2 separate regions of the Mus musculus genome follow, and region 2 is linked to region 1. Evidence: chromatin contacts called from public HiChIP or PLAC-seq data. All regions are on one chromosome and are shown on one strand. Each heading gives the region's core, a stretch centred on a gene start, on an enhancer-like site or on the middle of the called end of the contact. The rest is flanking DNA. Distances are from core to core; before and after follow the strand shown.

What was found. HiChIP or PLAC-seq counts read pairs in DNA pulled down with a chosen protein or histone mark.
Region 2: a contact with region 1 is called in an HNF4G HiChIP or PLAC-seq map of pancreatic cancer cells. The contact joins two enhancer-like sites. A contact is called at or near these places in 2 of 39 promoter capture datasets (the C10 cell line and pre-B cells), 4 of 115 datasets of contacts at active chromatin or transcription factors (double positive thymocytes, embryonic stem cells, large pre-B cells and 1 more) and 1 of 9 other capture datasets (embryonic stem cells).

The regions. Positions count from the first base shown.
Region 1 is chr3:103,757,799-103,762,586 of GRCm38.p6, forward strand. Hipk1 (homeodomain interacting protein kinase 1) reads right to left here. Exons shown (of 16, transcript NM_010432.2): 6 at 3,689-3,873; 7 at 2,697-2,859; 8 at 737-962. Among named protein-coding and RNA genes, the nearest start is that of Gm15886, 12 kb to the right of the region's middle. Within about 2 kb of position 1,998, at least 54 of the 459 cell types and tissues checked have an H3K27ac peak or open chromatin away from gene starts, as enhancers often do. A contact at or near this core is called in pancreatic cancer cells, where this site is marked.
Region 2 is chr3:104,672,460-104,677,247 of GRCm38.p6, forward strand. No RefSeq gene overlaps it. Among named protein-coding and RNA genes, the nearest start is that of Gm34548, 5.8 kb to the right of the region's middle. Within about 2 kb of position 2,887, at least 184 of the 459 cell types and tissues checked have an H3K27ac peak or open chromatin away from gene starts, as enhancers often do. A contact at or near this core is called in pancreatic cancer cells, where this site is marked.

The sequences.
Region 1 (4,788 bases), core at 748-3,247:
AGTGTCTTACTCTAACACCTGACTAGCTCCACAGTCCTCATGCTGGGATTACAGGTCTGAGCCACTACAACCACCCTGTCACTGACTTCCTAAGGGAAAGCTAAGTGTGTTGTCAGAAAAGAGTCAAAATAATTTAACCTTCCAAATAGCTTACCAAAAGACATTTCCAACACACATTTCCCAAGTTCTAGGGGAAAAGAAAGAACTGAACAGACTGGATTACGAAACAATATGAAAAATAAGGAAACATGGAAATATGAAAATTAATCTTATTGGAAGATGGAGTTTGAAAACTAAGAATCACAGGCTTCAGCAGATGGCTCCGTGCCTTCCCTACAAGGGCTTCCTTTTGTAGAATTTTTCAGTTCAAAAAACAATAATCTGTATGTATGACTGACATTTTTAGTTTCTATATTCTTAACTATATCCTATAATAAAGTCACACTAAAGTCAACACATAACAATTCTGATTATAACAATTTAAAGATGTATATATTCTATAAACTGACATGTATATGCTTATACAAATATTTTCCTTCAATGGAAACAAACACATTATACAGCAACTCGGTCAAGAAAATCAATGAAAAGGGAAAAAAATCTATATGGCAGCTCCCAATTTCAGTCATCTACATCAGAGTTTAAACTTGTCAAAGATCAGAACTGAACAACTAGATCTTCTAGAGCAGGTAAGTCCAATGTCTAATTCCACAGAGGGAAGAGTTTCTGTACTTACTCTGAAAAGCAGGTGGGCATACTATAAATGTTTGCTGGAATGGATCTGTCTGAGTGCAGATCTGGGTGGTTCCAGGTTGTAAGGAAACACCCTGCTGGGCAACTCCAGGAACTGGCGCTGCCGACGATGGGTACAAAGCCGATTGGTAGTTTAGCAGCGAGACATCTGAATTAGCCAGAGAAAGGGTAGCTGCTGCTGCAGTAGAGCTGGAAGCTAGAACACTGGCCTGAAACAGCAAGATCACACAGAGACGGTATTAGAAGATGGACGTACACAATATGCACATCTTCTTCATTGTTTTGTTTTTCCATACAGGGTTTGTCTGTGCACCCAAGGCTGATCTAGAACTCACTTTGTAGACAACGCTGGCCTTGAACTCACAGAGATCCCCCTGTCTTTTCCTTTCCAAGTGCTGGGACTAAAGGCATGTGCCATTACTCACACACCCTGCCCTCCTAGCTCTCAAATTTTTTTTTTAAAGAAAAACTTTTGAGGCTGACTCTCATGTAGTCCAGGCTGGCACCAAACTCCTTATCTATCCAAGAGTGACATTTGAACTTTTGATCCTCCCGTCTCATCATCTGGATATGGGACTTAAGGTGTACCACCATACTTGCTTTTGCAATGCAGAGGATATAATGTTGGGCCATGCATGCTAGCAAGCACTGTCATCTGAGCTATATCCCTAGTCTTAAAAAATAAAAACTAAAAACAAAAGGTTTGTTTACTTTGTTTTGTTTTTTAAAACAAGGTCTTCCTATGTAGTTCTAGAAGGCCTAGAATTCATTATGTTAGACAGGCTGGCTGAGACCTCAGAGACATGTCTACTTCTCTCTGCCTGAATAAGGTGTACAGCACTACATCCAGCTTTATAGCCTTTTATCTTTTTAAAGCATTTATTTGTTTATTGCACCATGTGCAAATGATGTCAAAGGACGACTTGAGGGAGGGTCAGAGCTCGCTTCTTACCATATGGGTTCTGGGAGTAACAGTCAGGGTGTGAGGCGTGGCAGCAAGCACCCTTCCTCATGATGGGGCCATCTTGTCAGCCCAGAACAAAACTTTAAAATGTAATACTAGTTATCTTTGAAATAACTCTCTAAGTTTTCCAGGGCTAGGGATACACAGCTCAGGAATACGGTAATACAGTGTTTGCCTAGATTCCATCTCCAGAACCAGAAATAAGCAAGCAGAGAGTGGTACTATGAAGGGAAGGTGAGTCAGCACATGAGGAGTGACACATGGTTACGCTGGTGCTGTCTGGGAAGTGATGACACAAAGCTCAGCTATGTCAGCAGCATGCTTCATAGGAGAGTCCACTGAAACTCATAAGCACTTACAGGTTTTTAAAAAGTACACCAAACTAAAAAACTGAGCTTACATTTTTAGAGAGACTTTTCTTATTAGCAAGCAAATATAATGCCACCTTTTTTAAAAGGTTTATTTATTTTATGTATATGAGTACATATAAAATCCTATTGCAAAAGAGTAAATTACTTGATCAAGCTTAGTAATCTAGCAGCAACAAGTAATTCAATATTCAGAGCCCATGTACACTAAGTCTTATAAGGACATGTATTTAAATACTGTCCGAATATGGCTGGCAGGTACATCTATTTGGTCGTTTATTATGTTTGCCAATTCTTTTCTTCATAACAGAGAAGACTGAGCCCGAAACTGGCCTGCATTATTATCACACATGCATGATACCTGTGAGTGTGGGCATGCGTGTTCTACAGTCTGAGGACAACTTTTGGAAATTAAGTTTTCTACCATGACTTTTCATGATCAAACTGAGGCCCCCAGGCTTGCACGGCAAGGACTTTTACCTGATGAGCCATCTTGCCCAGGCCCTCACACAGAAAATGCTAAAGAAGCAACAGAAATAGCAGCATAGGACTGGTCTCTCTTACTGCCTCTGCCCCACCTAGGCTCGAGTTCCCACAGTCCCTCACTGTACCTGATTGTGCACTGTGTTGAGCTGGTTGCTGAAGCTCATGGTTAGATTTGTGCTTGTATTTGGAGCGACATGTGTAGTGAAGGGACTCTTGATCTGACTCACTGTGTCATACATGTGAACCCTCCGCTTGCAGATCTCCATGTTCTGGAAACAGGACTTAACGCTGAAAAAGATTAGAAATACACTAAATGAATGCTGGAGTTAAAACAAAAAATTCAAAACAGACATGGAACAAAGTATTTGTTTCCAAATATTTTCAGAAAGAAGAACCAAGGGTTGTTCTAACAAGAAGAAAAATCGACACCTCTCTCTAAGCCCACAGCTTTTAGAAAGAAAAGCACCAGTGAGTCAATTTACCAGCAACAAAATGACTGCTGACCTGGCAGCGCCCTGGAAATAAGATGGCAACTCCACCGAGGCACAGCGGCACAGCCCGACCCCCATACTCACTGGCTGCTGTGTGGACACAGCGGCACACCCGACCCCATACTCACTGGCTGCTGTGTGGACACAGCGGCACAACCCGACCCCATACTCACTGGCTGCTGTGTGGACACAGTGGCACACCCGACTACCCCATACTCACTGGCTGCTGTGTGGACACAGCGGCACAGCCGACCCCATACTCACTGGCTGCTGTGTGGACACAGCGGCACAACCCGACCCCATACTCACTGGCTGCTGTGTGGACACAGTGGCACACCCGACTACCCCATACTCACTGGCTGCTGTGTGGACACAGCGGCACAGCCGACCCCATACTCACTGGCTGCTGTGTGGACACAGCGGCACACCCGACTACCCCATACTCACTGGCTGCTGTGTGGACACAGCGGCACACCTGACCCCATACTCACTGGCTGCTGTGTGGACACAGCGGCACAGCCGACCCCATACTCACTGGCTGCTGTGTGGACACAGCGGCACAGCCCGACCCCATACTCACTGGCTGCTGTGCGGACACAGCGGCACAGCCCGACCCCCATACTCACTGGCTGCTGTGAGGAAAGTCCAGGAGGTGACTCATCGTCACAAATTGGTGGTTAAGAGTCTTCAGAGGCGTGATTCTCTTATCTGCATCAATCGTCAGCATTTTCTTTAGAAGATCAATATACTCTCTCCGATCTGCTTTCTCTGCTAACATATCTGTCCCCTCTAAGTCTGTAGACATATTTACCTTTGCAAGCAAAGAAAATTAGAAATGTTGTATTTCCTGACTTAAATAGTACATTAAGAGCTTACTGTGTCTGCTTTTTCTCTCCAAACAAGAGAAAGCAGATATTTAATAGAAGCATTTTAGAAAAGAGAAAACTGGGGAAATTAAGTTTAATTACAGAATAATAATTCCACAGAAGGAAACTCTCTGCCTATGTGGTATAATAGAGCTAAATTGACTCTTGGCATTAACATTTTGAAAGTTGTTCAGCAAAAAGATGTTTTTCATTATTGAAATAAACAAGTTTCTATCATTGAAAAAATGAAATGGCATAGTACAAAGCAGTTAAATTTGGAATGCAGTAAGCATTCTTATGTGGACTGTGGGAGTCACACTCAGGATGTGGGGCGTGGTAGCAAGCCCCCTTCCTCATGATGGAGCCATCTTGTCAGCCCAGAACAAAACTTTCAAGTGTAATGCTAGCTCTCTTCATTAGCTAACACAATAGGCAGTAAATGTGAGCTCTTAGACAATTACTTATGAGGTAGAGACAGACAAGAGAGAAACCTTTACAAATATTCCTCCAAAATAAGATCAGTAAGCAAAAGCAAAGGCGAACAGACGCAGGCTGCCTGCTGTTTACAAGGCCGGGGTAAAGGGTTTCAGGTTTTAGAGCCTGGAGATTTTAGAATATTTATAGCCAAGCTTGGGGGCTTTAATCCCAGTACTCAAAGGCAGAGGCAGGTGGATCTCCATGAGTTTGAGGTCAGCCTGGTGAGTTCCAAGACAGCCAGGGCTACACAGAGAAACCCTGTCTTGAAACAAAATAAAGCAAAACAAAACAAAAACAACAATAAAAACTAATTCAGAATATCTGCACAGTCTTCATCAGTTTAACAACCTTAACCCAAAAACCCCAACTCGGAAACCTTCAAA
Region 2 (4,788 bases), core at 1,637-4,136, 920 kb after region 1:
TAAACTGTTTTGTTTATTTATCTTTTGCAGTGCTGGGAATGGAACCTGGGACTTCACACATGCTAGGCAAGTGTTCTATAATGGAGGTGTATTTCTGGGCCTTTACATCTTTTAAATTGTTTGCTTGTTTGTTTGAGAGGGTTTCTCTGTGTATCCCTGGCTACCCTGGAACTCAATTTGTTGATCAGACTGACCTCAAACTCACAGAGATTTACCTGCCTCTACCTCTCAAGTCCTGGAATCGAAGGCATGCACCACCACCACCAGGCTTTTATTTTTTGAGAAGCTCTAAGGATGGCTCAGTGATTCTTACAGAGGACCCAAGTTCAGTTCCCAGTACCCATGTCCAGCTCACAAGCACCTGTCACTTCTGTTCCAGGAGATCTTGTGTCCTCTTTTGACCCCTTCTTAGATATACACATAAATTAAAATTAAGATCCTTTATTAGCCGGACAGTGGTGGCACACGCCTTTAATCCCAGCACTTGGGAGGCAGAGGCACGAGGATTTCTGAGTTTGAGGCCAGCCTGGTCTACAGAGTGAGTTCCAGGACAGCCAGAACTACACAGAGAAACCCTGTCTTGAAAAAACAAAAACAAAAACAACAACAAAAAAAATCCTTTTTGTTTTTAAAGATTTATTTATTTTATGTATGTGAGTACACTGTTGCTGTCTTCAGACACACCAGAAGAGGGCTTCGGATCCCATTACAGATGGTTGTGAGCCACCATGTGATTGCTGGGAATTGAATTCAGGACCTCTGGAAGAGCAGTCTTACCCACTGAGCCATCTCTCCAGCCTAATCCTTTGGTTTTTATGTAGATAATGTGTTGCTAAGTTACTCAGGTTGAACTGAACTCTGCCATCCAGGCAGCCTTTGTACTTCCTCTAGTCTCCAACTTCCTAGCCTCCCACTAGGCCAGTGTTTTATTTCTTTTAAAATTGATTACATTTACTTAAGTGTGTGTTTGTGTAAGTGTGTGTGTGCTCTTGTGGAGGTCAGAGAACACTCTATGTTAGTTTTCTTCTACCTTACACATCTGGGTTGGCTTGGCACCAAGTGAGTTTGCCTGCTGAATCCTTCCGCTGGTATTTGTTTGTCTTTTGAGAGGGTTTTGTTTATTTGATCCAACTGTGTAGCCCAGGCTTCTCTTAGATTAGACATTCCCTCCTGCCTCAGTCTTGGGAGTGTTGAGAGTATAGGCATGTGACACCACACCTGGCTTACACTTATTCTCAAAGTTTTCTTTTCTGTCCGCTCTCTTCTTCAGAGTCTCAGTATGTTGCCTGGATGGCCTTCAAACCTCTGGGCTCTTGTTTCTACCTCCTGAGTGGCAGGGACTTGGGGTGTGCACCACCACACCCAGATTAATATTGACCTCTTATCACACTTGTGCAGGCAAATTATAGGTCTGCTGTCTGGAGCCCAGGCCAACTTGTTAGGAAGGAGAAAGGCTCAGACACCCCTAGGGTTGAAAGACAATAAAATTTTTGTTTTGTTTTGTTTTGTTTTTTATTTGTTTACAGTCTCCCCTTAGCCCAGGCAAACCTGGAACTAACTCTGTAGTTAGGCTGGTCTCAAACCCACATTGGTTCTACCTTACCCTCTCAAGTGCTGGGATTACTGGTGTGAGCCATCATCACCATGCCCTGACGGGCATGCCTTTACCTACCTTACTCCTAAATTTGCAAACACCTCAGGGTAGTTTTGCAGCTGGTGAAACTGGAGTTGTGTTGGGTTAAGTCACTCTTGCTTATCAATGTCACGTGACCATTTGTGCATAAGCTAAGAAAAATCTTTTTTCCAGTAGTGAGGCCTGAACCCTGTCGCCAGGGCCTCTTAAGCAAATGCTGTCACTGAGCTGTGTACCCTTAGCTCCCTGACCTGAAATCTCCACCCCTTCACGCCTGACATTCATGACTGCTTCCCGGTGACCTTGTGTCCTGGATCCCTGCTTCTTATAGTCCTTCTTTCCCCTAGAGGCAGGCTCAGAAAGCTGTTTTCCTCTTACTCTTGTCTCGGGTCATTTGGCTGAGGAATTGCAGCTGCCTGGGCGGGGCTGGATGGTAGAGGTGTCTGGATCCGCAGAGAGGAAGCGACTGGAGTTCTCAAGAGTCCTGGGTTCACACTGACCCTTCCTGGTGTTCCCTGGCCCATTGCAGTCCTCCTGGGCATTGCCTAGGCTCCCCGTGTTTCTGCTTGCTTACACCCAGTCCTCAGGATGTCCTCTTCCCTTGCTAGAGCCTCAGCCTACGAGCCCGAAGCTCACATCCTGGGGGTTAATTTCTACCAACTCTAATGCCTTCAAATCCCAGGCTGAGCCTTCAGGCCAGGGTACAGCCTGCAGAGCTGACTCATGTGAAGTAGCTATTGGGTGACAAAGGTGAGAGTGGGCAGAAGCCTCCAGCTGCCCCTCCCATCCCTCCCCCCCCCCCCCAATCTGGGCTCCAAGCCACTGTCCCACGCAGCTTTCAGGGGGAAATGTCCTGATCTAAACTAAGACCAGTGCTATTTCCTGGGTCACAAGATCTCCACTGTGCCCCCTGGACAAATCTCGGTGACACCGGGTGCTTGAGCTGCATGGCTGGACAGGCTCCAGGCTTTGATGCAGCTTCTGCTTGAGGCGTTTACCCCAGCAGCTTGGCCAAGCTAAAGCAACCATTCATCCTGACTGTTTCCAAATGGGGGACTTCCTCTGATGGGAAGATCGTCTGATTCTAATGGGGTCTACATCTTGCCTTAAGTGCTGCTCCTAGAAGACACTAGCGCCAGCCCCCTGGGAGTAGAAACTGTCTACTCCCTCCCACCTACACCTCTGGAGAAATCCACGCACCCACCCTCACACCCCAGTACTGCGGTCATTCCTAACACAACACACCCCAGTGACCGCAAACATCCTCCCTCCTACACACAGCTGGACCTGATCTACAGAGGCGTTAATTCCTCAGGACCTGAACAGCGGCTGTTCCAAGTCCAGGGAGACCTCACGCCGACCTTCAAGGAACAAGAGAGGGGCCCGTCGCTGGACACCCAGGATGGTCTCCGCCCACCCTCTTTCCCATCAAAGCCTTTTCTCCGACATAGCTCCGTAGAGACAGTTCAGGCCCTTACGTGGCAGTGTGCGGCGCCCTCGTGTGGCCCATAGCCACCCAGCACGCTGGCCCCCTGGACCTTAGCTTTACCTCGGCTCCCCTGGCACACCTAGGTGTCCCCTCCCCCATCCGCTCCCCCCAGCTGTCCCCACCGGATGTCAGAACTCCACCTATTCCTGTACGGTGGCTTCCTGTCGGTCAGACCAGGTTAACCTGCTCTTTCCATTAATAGGAGGCTTTGAGAGTCTGGAGCAGGAATCCTGCCACGCTTAGCAGATGCCCTGCTGAAGTGAATTTCCTCATGTGTCTGTCTCCCTGCCCACTCTGAAAGGGCTTCGTCTAGGAAGTGAAAGAAAGGAAAACAAAAACAAAATTACAAAACCAGAGTAAGTTCGCAAGAAAACCAGAGTCACCCATCATCAACTGGGCTTTGACAATTTATCCACCGGAGGGAATGCGAGCTGACTTTCAAGCGTTAAGATTTATGGGAGGCTATTGGTACTGGGCACATAGCTAAGGCAAAGATAAGTCAATCATGCTTAGTGGAGCCAAAACCAGGTTGTTTACCAACCTTCACTGATGATAGTGACGATGATGATGATGGCAAAAAGAGAAATAGCTGTAATTCCAAGTAAGCCAGTTTAGCTGTTATGAATAGGAAATCCCCTTTGGGCTAACCTGTACAAGCCCAGTTAACCTATCTTTGTGAGGTTTTTTTGTTTTTTGTTTGTTGGTTTGTTTGTTTTGTCTTTTTGTTTTTTGAGAAAGGGTTTCTCTGTATAGCCCTGGCTGTCCTGGAACTCACTTTGTATACCAGGCTGGCCTTGAACTCAGAAATCCGCCTGCCTCTGCCTCCCGAGTGCTGGGATTAAAGGCATGCGCCACCACGCCCGGCTTCTATGTGAGTTTTTGTTGTTTTTTTGTTTTTGTTTTTGTTTTTGAGATGGTCTCACGATGCAGCAGCCCTGGCCAGCTTGGAACTAACAGAGATCTACCTACCTTTACCTCCAGAGTTCTGGGATTTAAAGAGTGCCACCTTTTGATTGGCTGATTGATTATTTGATGCTGGGAACTGAACTCATATCAGAGTCTTAGTCACTCTTCTGCTGTTGGCATTGAACACCCCCCCCCCCACAGCACCCCCACCCACCCCCCACCCATCCACCCCCCACCCTGCTGCCTCAAGCAAATCTGCTTTTCATTTTGTTTCTACTTCTTCAGACCCCTTTTCTATAAGGCAAACTCCAGGATGTGTTGTTGTGACTCATGAACCACAAATAAAAGGCCTATGATTAAGTTTATTGATTTGTTAACGACTCTCCTCCATTTTAAGGCATAGCCTTATGCGGTTCAACTGGCCTGGGACCCTTGGTCCTCCAACCTCCGTGCAAAGGCTAGGATGACAAGTATCTGACACACTGGCCGGCTTTTGTTATTTTCTTTGCGAATTTGTTTCTGTCTTTATTTTTTGAGGCAGGATTTCTCTGTGGCCTTGGCTGTCCTGAAACTCACTACTATTTAAACCAAACTGGCCCTCTGACACTATGGTTAGCCTCATTTTTAATCATTTACTTAATTTGAGGGGGGGGATTCGAGATAGGGTTTCTCTGTGTATCCCTGGCTGTCCTGGAACTCACTCTGTAGTCCAGGCTGGTCTTAAACTCAGAGGGATTCACCTGCCTCTGCCTCCTGAGTA